Linked DNA regions of Sus scrofa: regions 1 and 2 are each linked to region 3. Evidence: chromatin contacts called from public Hi-C data. All regions are on one chromosome and are shown on one strand. Each heading gives the region's core, a stretch centred on a gene start, on an enhancer-like site or on the middle of the called end of the contact. The rest is flanking DNA. Distances are from core to core; before and after follow the strand shown. Region 1 overlaps ABCC2 (canalicular multispecific organic anion transporter 1). Region 2 overlaps CPN1 (carboxypeptidase N catalytic chain). Region 3 overlaps LOC100152738 (dynamin-binding protein).

Region 1 (2,996 bases), core at 89-2,588, 87 kb before region 3:
GACCTTGCAGTTTAACTAGTTGGATTGGTTTCTGAACCTGAGATGATCTTTAGTCTTCTGGTTTTTCTGTAGATCACACAAACCCTGAACTGGCTGGTGAGGATGACGTCAGAAATCGAGACCAACATTGTGGCTGTTGAGCGAATAAATGAATACATACATGTGGAAAATGAGGTAAGGAGGAGTCAGGAGAGCCCAGGGACAAGGGAAAAAGAAAAGTGACTGTGTCAAGAATCCATCTTCACCTGGAGTTCCCATTGCGGCTCAGCAGAAATGAAGCCCACGAGTATCCATGAGGATGCGGGTTTGATCCCTGGCCTCGATCAGTGGGTTAAGGTTCTGGCGTTGCCATGAGCTGTGATGTATGTTGCAGACGCGGCTCGGATCCTGCGTGGCTGTGGCTGTGGTGTAGGCTGGCAGCTGTAGCTCCAATTAAACTTCTAGCCTGGGAACTTCCATACGCTGTGGGTGCGGCCCTAAAAAAAAAAAGAGACGTCTTTACCTAATCTAGAGATTTCACATGGGGTCATAAAAGTTCTCTGAAAATTCCCCTTTGTGTAACTCAAACGACCTAATTTCTTAAAACCTAAAATAGGAAATGGTTAGGGGACACTCAGGTCTTGGGATGGAGCACGTTAAATGGTGGCTTCAGAATTCCCTGGTGGCTGGCTCAGTGGGTTAAGGATCCAGTGTTGTCGCTGCTGTGGGGGTTCAATCCCTAGCCCAGGAACTTCTACATGCCATAAGCATAGCCAAAAAATAGAAAATGGTGGCTTCATTCTGGACCTCCATAGAGCAACGCCGGATCCTTAACCCACTGCACCACAGCGAGAACACCAGGATAGGGATATCTTTAATTGAGTAAGGTAAGAACCTTCTGGAAGTACCATTTTAGTTCAGTCTATTCAACGCAGATGCCCACAGGTGGCTGGGACACTGCCACCCTGTTCTGAGCCAGAGTCCCACGGGAGAGTTGAGTGAGTTGTCACCATGCAAAGCATTTCTCCTGTTTCCTTGCCAGGCACCTTGGGTGACTGATAAGAGGCCTCCAGACGGTTGGCCCAGCAAAGGGGAGATCCAGTTTAGCAACTACCAAGTGCGGTACAGGCCTGAGCTGGATCTGGTGCTGAAAGGGATCACTTGTGACATTAAGAGCACAGAGAAGGTAGGTGGAACTGAAGAAAGGCCTGGGTGTGAGTCCTTGTGGACACAGAAGTGGAGAACTGTGGACTCTGGGCTTTCATTATTTGGTGAAGTGAGCTGTCGGGGCATTTCCTCTGCCCTGGGGAGGTGTAGGGACAGAGAGCCACCACCAGAGGGCAGGATATTGACATGGGATCAAACAGAAGCTCTGCCTGGGCTGTAAAGTCTTTCTCCCTTGCCCCTTCCCTGCCTCCCTGCCGGCATCCTTCTGTGGCTGGCAGGGTTCGTTTCCTGTAAGAGCCTCTCATAGAGGGGAAGTCAGGAAGGAAGGAAGTTGTGGGAACAGTGACAAGAGGTTGTCCCTGCAGAAAGAAAGGCCTAGTTCTCCTTCGTCTGCGAAGTCCTGCGCCCTCCTATGTGTTCTTGTTTTCTGAGGAATTAGGGTCTGATATAGGACCACAAAGGGTAAGGATGCTGAATAAGTGTCTGGTTCTCACTGATGGCAGGCCTGATCCTTCCCTTCTCCTCACTTCTAAACAAGGACTTTTAAGAATCTGTAATTTCCGGAGTTCCTGCCTTGGCTCAGTGGTTAACGAATCTGACTAGGAACCATAAGGTTGTGGGTTCGAACCCAGGCCTTGCTCAGTGAGTTAAGGATCCAGCATTGCCGTGAGCTGTGGTGTAGTGTAGGTCACAGACGCAGCTCAGATCTGGTGTTTCTGTGGCTGTGGCATAGGCCGGCGGCTACAGCTCCAATTAGACCCCTAGCCTGGGAACCTCCATATGCCACACCTAGAAAAGGCAAAAAGACCAAAAAAAAAAAAAAAAATCTATAATTTCCATCGACTATGATAAAAAATTTTTAAAAAAGAAAATGTGCAGGAAAATATTTTAAAAACTATGTTGCATAAATTCCAGCAAACAATAAAAAATATATAATTCAAATGAATATAACAACAGCTGCTGATATGTCCGTTTCCAGCAGTCCCCAGAGTTCTCAGCAAGCAGTGAATTAGGAAGCGGGATGGGAAAAGCCATCTTTTCCGGGCACTTTTCCCCACCCAAACCGAAACCAGTTTAACATCTTAGATAAATCACTGTCTTTTTCTACCTGCGATTATGAAAGGTGAACTAACCTGCAAAGGACTCATATTTACAGATCGGTGTAGTGGGCAGGACAGGAGCTGGGAAGTCATCCCTGACCAACAGCCTCTTCAGAATCCTAGAGGCTGCAGGAGGCCAGATCACCATCGATGGGGTGGATATTGCTTCCATTGGGCTCCACGACCTCCGAGAGAAGCTGACCATCATCCCCCAGGTGAGCTCTGCAACTTACACTGTCACTCCCAGCTTGTTGTGCAAGAAACATTTCTTTGTCTTTTTGTCTTTTTAGGGCCGCACTGATGGCACATTGGAGGTTCCCAGGCTAGGAGTCGAATCAGAGCTACAGCTGCTGGCCTGCGCCAGAGCCACAGCAACGCCAGATCTGAGCCACATTTGCAACCTATACCGCAGGTCATGGCAATGCCAGATCCTTAACCCACTGAGTGAGGCCAGGGATCGAACCCGCAACCTCGTGGTTCCTAGTCGGATTCATTTCCGCTGTACCACAATGGGAACGCCACAAGAAACCTTTCTTGATGGATGTTCATTTAGCAATGTCATTTCTGCTGTCTACCCAGTACATCTAAGCTAGCTCCCTAAGACGTACTGCTTCCAGAACTTACAAAAATGAATTTTGTATCTTGGGATGTTGTGCTTGTGCGACTGCCAGGATCTAACCAGCAGGTGGCAGCAACACAACAGCAGTCAAACAGAGCAGATGATTCTTTAGCATTTCTAGAGCCGGTCTT
Region 2 (2,852 bases), core at 95-2,594, 71 kb after region 3:
GCCAGGGATCGAACCCACAACCTCATGGTTCCTAGTTGGATTCGTTAACCACTGAGCCACAACGGGAACTCCGTGAAATTCTTTTCTTAATAAGAAACTATTTGGATCTTGCTGAAATGGCCCACTAGGATTTCAGAACTGGTCACTTGGTCTTGCTATGGGAATATCAATATTGAGTCATCTCAGCCTTTCAGCTGTTCATCCAGAAACCTTCATCAGGTACCTACTATGTTGCAGGCTCTGTGTTAGACTCTAGAGACAGAGTGACGAACCAGCTGGAACCAGTCGCTGGAGACAGCAGGGACTGACATGCTGGACCTAAGCCATATCCCCAGAATCAGATACTCTTCCCGGGCCCCATTGCGTGTATGCACCACTGCAGCAGAGGGTTTAGCCCTGGAACAGATGGAGACCATTCTGAGCTGTTCTGAATATGTTTATATTTAAATATGTTTTCGATAATAAAATAAATGCTTCATCTGATGGATGAGCAGAACAAAGCCTATCTAAAGTGTTGTCCTGGGCACTGTGGCTTTCAGGCAGGGGCTCTCTGGGTCTGCTTCTTCTTCATTTCTTTTTTCCTAGCTGCTCGGGGCTGCACTTTCTTTGGTAAGACCTTGACTCTCTGCCCTGAGTTGGGAACTCTTTTCTTAGGGGCTGCTGGAGGGGTGCTTCTCTTGAGTTGGAAGTTAACCTGCAGGGGAAAAAAAAAAAAGAAGCAGCAGCTAGGAGAGCAGAAGAGCTAGTTTTCCATTTCCTAGAATTGAAAGTGGGGGAAGACCAGTTTGGACCAGTTTTACCATGGTTTCAGGTTCTGAGGACAAAGGACTGGGGAGACTATGACAGCAACTGCCCAGGACAGCACTGGCAGTGCCACGTAGGCTTGGCTAATAGTCCCCCCAATGTGGCGCATAATCATGGTGGATACATAGGGTGTATCTAGAGGAACTTAATAAACCTTTATCGCATATGCAATAGAAAAAAAATTATATCTACACCTCGAACCATGATTTTACTGATATTATTGCTCAGGGCATGACCTAAAATTGACGGTGTCATAATAATCCCCTTTGGGTTGACTGTGTGAATCAGGTGCTGTGCTCAGGCAGGCCAAAGAATGCCTCAGACCTTCAGAACTACACTTATAACTGTTTGGAAATGCAGAGAGTAGTGATGACACACACCGTTAGTATGGATTCTTAAAATCCGAATGTCCCTGTGCACTAATGCACTGTTTCTAGCGACATCCCGGAACACCCCTGCTGGCTGTGGCCTACAGAGGTAAAGATGCTTCTGACAGACAAATGTGGGATCTGCTGGCGCTGCAAGAGCACAGAACCGTCCCAGGAAGGGAAAGGCAAGGGCGTGGCCGTGTTCTAACCACACTCTCTGGAGGCATCCTTTGCTTTCAGGCCCTTGGAACTGTTTGAGCTGCAGAAGCCAGCTGGGAGTTGGAAAACATGTGACAGCCAGACCTCTTCATGGGGTTCTTTCTTGCCCCTTCCACAAAAAAAACACTACAGGCAGCTTTCCCACTAGTTCCCCCAAAGTGGGGGAAATCAAAGCCAATAGCACTGTATCGGTACTGTGTCCTATACAGGAATAGAAAGATCTAGGAAAGCAACAACAACAACAACAAAAGTGAGATAAAAGAGAAAGCGAGAGACAACAAAGTGAGGAGAGGACAGAGGAAATGAAAGGGGTGGGACATGGGGAGGCTGTGGGAAGCCAAGGGGAAAACACTGGACTCTCGGCGAAACTTTAAAGGGTTTTAATCATAGCATGAAAATCCCCTGATAAACAATCTTTTTTTCTTTTCTCTCCCCTCAACCAGACTGATCTCTGCTTCAGCATGGGAAGTGTCTCAACTGGGATCAACAAGTGGATGCTCAGTTGTGACTGTATCTGAGAATTGTATCCAAAAGACAGATTTTTCCCCCCTTCTGAGTTATATTTGATATAATGATGGGTTATATTAATTTCTTTCTTTTCTTTTTTTCTTTTTTTCTTTTTTTGTCTTTTTGCCTTTTCTAGGGCCACTTCCTGCGGCATATGGAGGTTCCCAGGCTAGGGGTCTAATTGGAGCTGTAGCCGCCGGCCTACACCAAAGCCACAGCAACGCAGGATCCGAGCCGTGTCTGTGACCTACACCACAGCTCACGGTAATGCCGGATCCTTAACCCACTGAGCGAGGCCAGGGGTCGAACCTGCAACCTCATGGTTCCTAGTCGGATTCGTTAACCACTGCACTACAACGGGGAACTCTGGGTTATATTAATTCCTTTAAAGGCTCTATGATCAAGGAGGTGAGGTCTTTTGAAACAGAATTTGTCGCTCCAGAGGATTTGCCTGTTGTTTAAATTTGCAACTGAACAGACTCACATGTAATGCCAGACTTCTGCAAGCAGCTCCCTAACAGTCATTTGATTTTAGGGTAGATGAGGAGCAGGGGGATAACAGAAAAAGTGGGGGGAAAGAGGATGCCATGGCTGGGAAAGTGGGACCAGGTAACAGACTGCCAGGGAAGGGCTACCATTTGCTTCCTGCATCTATCAGCAGAAGTCATTTATAAGCTGCAAGAGATGGGAGTGGGGGGATTGGGAGAGGAAAAGGGGAACTGTCTAGAAATTTCAGAGGAATTTTCAGAGGATTTAAAGAACACGTTGTCCTAAATCTTGGTTAAAATAAGGGGTTACGAACACATGTTGTGAGCTTAGCCTGAGGCCCTGTAACACACTGGCTAAGAAGACAGCCCTGGAAACCCCACAGAACCTGGAGCTGTGGCTCTCACTTAGGGTGTGGTATTGGACAAATTACTTACCTTCTCTAAGCTTCAGTTTCCTCAGGCACAA
Region 3 (2,887 bases), core at 214-2,713:
GCTCGGATCCCGCATTGCTGTGGCTCTGGTGTAGACCAGCGGCTACAGCTCCGATTCGACCCCTAACCTGGGAACCTCCATATGTGGAGAGTGCAGCCCCCAAAAGACAAAAGACAAAAAGTGAATAAATAAATAGGTAGATACATAGGTCAATATCAGTACGATCACGAGAGTTTCAAAGACACACAAATATACTATGACTGCGTCCTTTTTATTAATCAAGGTAATAAGCCAGTGCCTGGCTCATAGCATCTGCTCATGAAATATTTGCTGAGTAGAAAAATGAATGTACAACCCTGACTGTGTGTCACATTCAAGCACGAGAGCCTCTCCTAGAGGAAGAAAAGGACCATGCTATGCTCCAATGAGATTTCCTCAGAGCTTTAGGAGGTGCTCCTAACTAGAGTTTCTAAGAGCAACACATACTGGGAAATCTGAAACTCTGTGCACTACCTTTGAATGTTTCTACTGTTTCAGAAGTCAACCTATTTATCAGATTTGATAAATCTGGGCTGCTCCTGCGGCACATGGAGGTCCCCAGGCGAGGGGTCTAATCAGAGTTGTAGCCACCGGCCTATGCCAGAGGCACAGCAACACCAGATCCAAGCTGTGTCTGCAACCCACACCACAGCTCACGGCGACGCCGGATCCTTAACCCACTGAGCAAGGCCAGGGATCGAACCCGTAACCTCACGGTTCCTCATCGGATTCGTTAACCACTGAGCCACTACTGGAACTCCGAAGGTACTGATGTGGGCTTTAACTCATCAATTAGCAACTCATTTGGCCATAAATTCCTGGAGCGTAGACAGCAGCACATCTGTGCTGTTGTTGTTTTCTACATATCCTGCCCTTAACACCGTGCTCGGCACGTGGCAAAAACTCAACCAACATTTGCTGAGTGAATGCGTGACTGTCCTGAACACCATCCTGAAGCCCCCGAAGAGATTTCATTCCCCAACTGCACTCATATAAATGTTTCCTAGTATTCTGCCCTGACGTTACATAATAATTCCAAATTCAAAACTCCTAAGTCTCAGAACCAAGCTCTGACTTATCTGCAAATACTAATGTAGGACTTTCTATTTCCAATAATTGAAGTCTAGGTTGTTTGGACCAATCTTCTCACAGAAAGAAAGCTTTTTTAAGTTGGAGGAACTGTTTTTAAAATCTTAAAACTATCAACACAATAATACGATGGCAGAGTACAGGCCAAAACCAAAAGGGAAACTAGAATCCAGAGAGGTAAATAACCACAGAAACTACATTGCCCCGGGACATCTACCAGTCCCAGCAAACTCGGCTTTTGTTTCAGAGGCCCTCTGGGGAGAAGTCAAAAACCTCAAAGTCCATGGCAAGGTAAGGAGTCTAAAAGGAAACCTTTTCTAAAATACACTAAGATTACCAAGGACTCATGAGGGTGAATCATAACTAGACCAGCCCACCTGCAAAATTACAGCTGGGGTTCTAACACCGTCATGGTCCAAGGTACTTTAAGCCTTAAAATTAGTTTAAGGTGGAGCTAAACTGACTGTTGTTTCCATATAGGAATTCCTTCCCAGCATTTCTCAGGAAATATATATGTTTTTCTGAATCCTAAGAAAAAGCAGCCAAGAAATCTGGAAAACAGGAGAAAAATACTATAATTCTCCCGTGAGAATAAAGCTTGACAATAAACGTAGAGACATTACCGGTTTGAAAGAATGCATCAATGTCAAGTTGAAAGCAAGAGCAGAAAATACAGATACACAGAGTAAACATTAAGGTTGACTGGACAAGAGTACAGAAGAGAAGTGATCAGGATCTAATCAGCATTCTTGCAGTTGTTGCTACGTTACAAGTGTGTTTATAAAGCATGCGTTCATGGCCCGGTCTGCTACTAACAGTGAGTCACTCTTGCAAATAAAATAAATAATCAGCTTCCTTGCACAGTATATTTTATAAAAATCTTATAAGTGATGATCCAAGAAATAGCAAATTTTAGAAGCAAAATTAAGTCCATAAATTGGCAATTCTAACACGATTCTGTATAGTGTTAAATCATCTTGCTCCCATTATTTTAACATCACCCAAAAAGGTTTGCTCTGTGTCTTTTTGTTGTTGTTGTTTGCTTTTTAGGGCTGCACACTTGGCATATGGAGGTTGGCAGACTAGGGGTCTAATCAGAGCTGTAGCTGCTGGCCTATGCCACAGGAACACCAGATGCAAGCTGCGTCTGCGACCTACACTACAGCTCATGGGCAATGCTGGTCCTTAACCCACTAAGTGAGGCCAGGGATCAAACCCGCCACCTGCAGCATATGAAAGTTTCCAGACTAGGGGTCGAATCAGAACAGCAGCTGCTGGCCTACACTAGAGCCACAGCAACATTGGATCCAAGTCGTGCCTGTGACCTATACTGCAGCTCGCAGCAATGCTGGATCCTTTAACCTAATGAGCGAGGCCAGGGATCAAACCTGCATCCTTATGGATACTAGTCGGGTTCTTAACCCACTGAGCCACCATGGGAACTCCAAAAATATTTTTAAAAAAATAATGTATCTGGAGTTCCCATAGTGGAGCAGTGGTTAACGAATCCGACTAGGAACCATGAGGTTGCGGGTTCGGTCCCTGCCCTTGCTCAGTGGGTTAACGATCCGGCATTGCCATGAGCTGTGGTGTAGGTCGCAGATGTGGCTCGGATCCTGCGTTGCTGTGGCTCTGGCGTAGGCCAGAGACTACAGCTCCGATTCGACCCCTAGCCTGGGAACCTCCATATGCCGAGGGAGCGGCCCAAGAAATAGCAAAAAGACAAAAAAAAAAAAAAAAAAATGTATCTGGAGTTCCCATTGTGGCTCAGCAGTAACAAACTCAACTCGGATCCACGAGGACACAGTTTCCATCCCTG

Evidence for each region. Hi-C and Micro-C count contacts between places; a contact is called where the count stands out from the background.
Region 1: a contact with region 3 is called in a Hi-C map of retroperitoneal adipose tissue, with 2.3 times the contacts expected there. The contact joins two enhancer-like sites. A contact is called at or near these places in 20 of 47 Hi-C or Micro-C datasets (brain, embryonic fibroblasts, fetal heart ventricle and 11 more) and 1 of 2 datasets of contacts at active chromatin or transcription factors (skeletal muscle).
Region 2: a contact with region 3 is called in a Hi-C map of subcutaneous adipose tissue, with 1.9 times the contacts expected there. The contact joins two enhancer-like sites. A contact is called at or near these places in 8 of 47 Hi-C or Micro-C datasets (embryonic fibroblasts, epiblast stem cells, fetal skeletal muscle and 4 more) and 1 of 2 datasets of contacts at active chromatin or transcription factors (skeletal muscle).

What each region holds. Positions count from the first base shown.
Region 1 is chr14:111,024,338-111,027,333 of Sscrofa11.1, forward strand. ABCC2 (canalicular multispecific organic anion transporter 1) reads left to right here. Exons shown (of 33, transcript XM_021073710.1): 28 at 73-174; 29 at 1,022-1,165; 30 at 2,303-2,461. Among named protein-coding and RNA genes, the nearest start is that of ABCC2, 70 kb to the left of the region's middle. Within about 2 kb of position 1,339, at least 10 of the 83 cell types and tissues checked have an H3K27ac peak or open chromatin away from gene starts, as enhancers often do. A contact at or near this core is called in omental adipose tissue and retroperitoneal adipose tissue, where this site is marked.
Region 2 is chr14:111,182,372-111,185,223 of Sscrofa11.1, forward strand. CPN1 (carboxypeptidase N catalytic chain) reads right to left here. Exons shown (of 9, transcript XM_003483537.3): 9 at 419-694. The coding sequence ends at 536. Among named protein-coding and RNA genes, the nearest start is that of CPN1, 30 kb to the right of the region's middle. Within about 2 kb of position 1,345, at least 3 of the 83 cell types and tissues checked have an H3K27ac peak or open chromatin away from gene starts, as enhancers often do. A contact at or near this core is called in subcutaneous adipose tissue, where this site is marked.
Region 3 is chr14:111,111,443-111,114,329 of Sscrofa11.1, forward strand. The region is part of intron 4 of LOC100152738 (dynamin-binding protein); the gene reads right to left. Among named protein-coding and RNA genes, the nearest start is that of CPN1, 100 kb to the right of the region's middle. Within about 2 kb of position 1,464, at least 25 of the 83 cell types and tissues checked have an H3K27ac peak or open chromatin away from gene starts, as enhancers often do. A contact at or near this core is called in omental adipose tissue, retroperitoneal adipose tissue and subcutaneous adipose tissue, where this site is marked.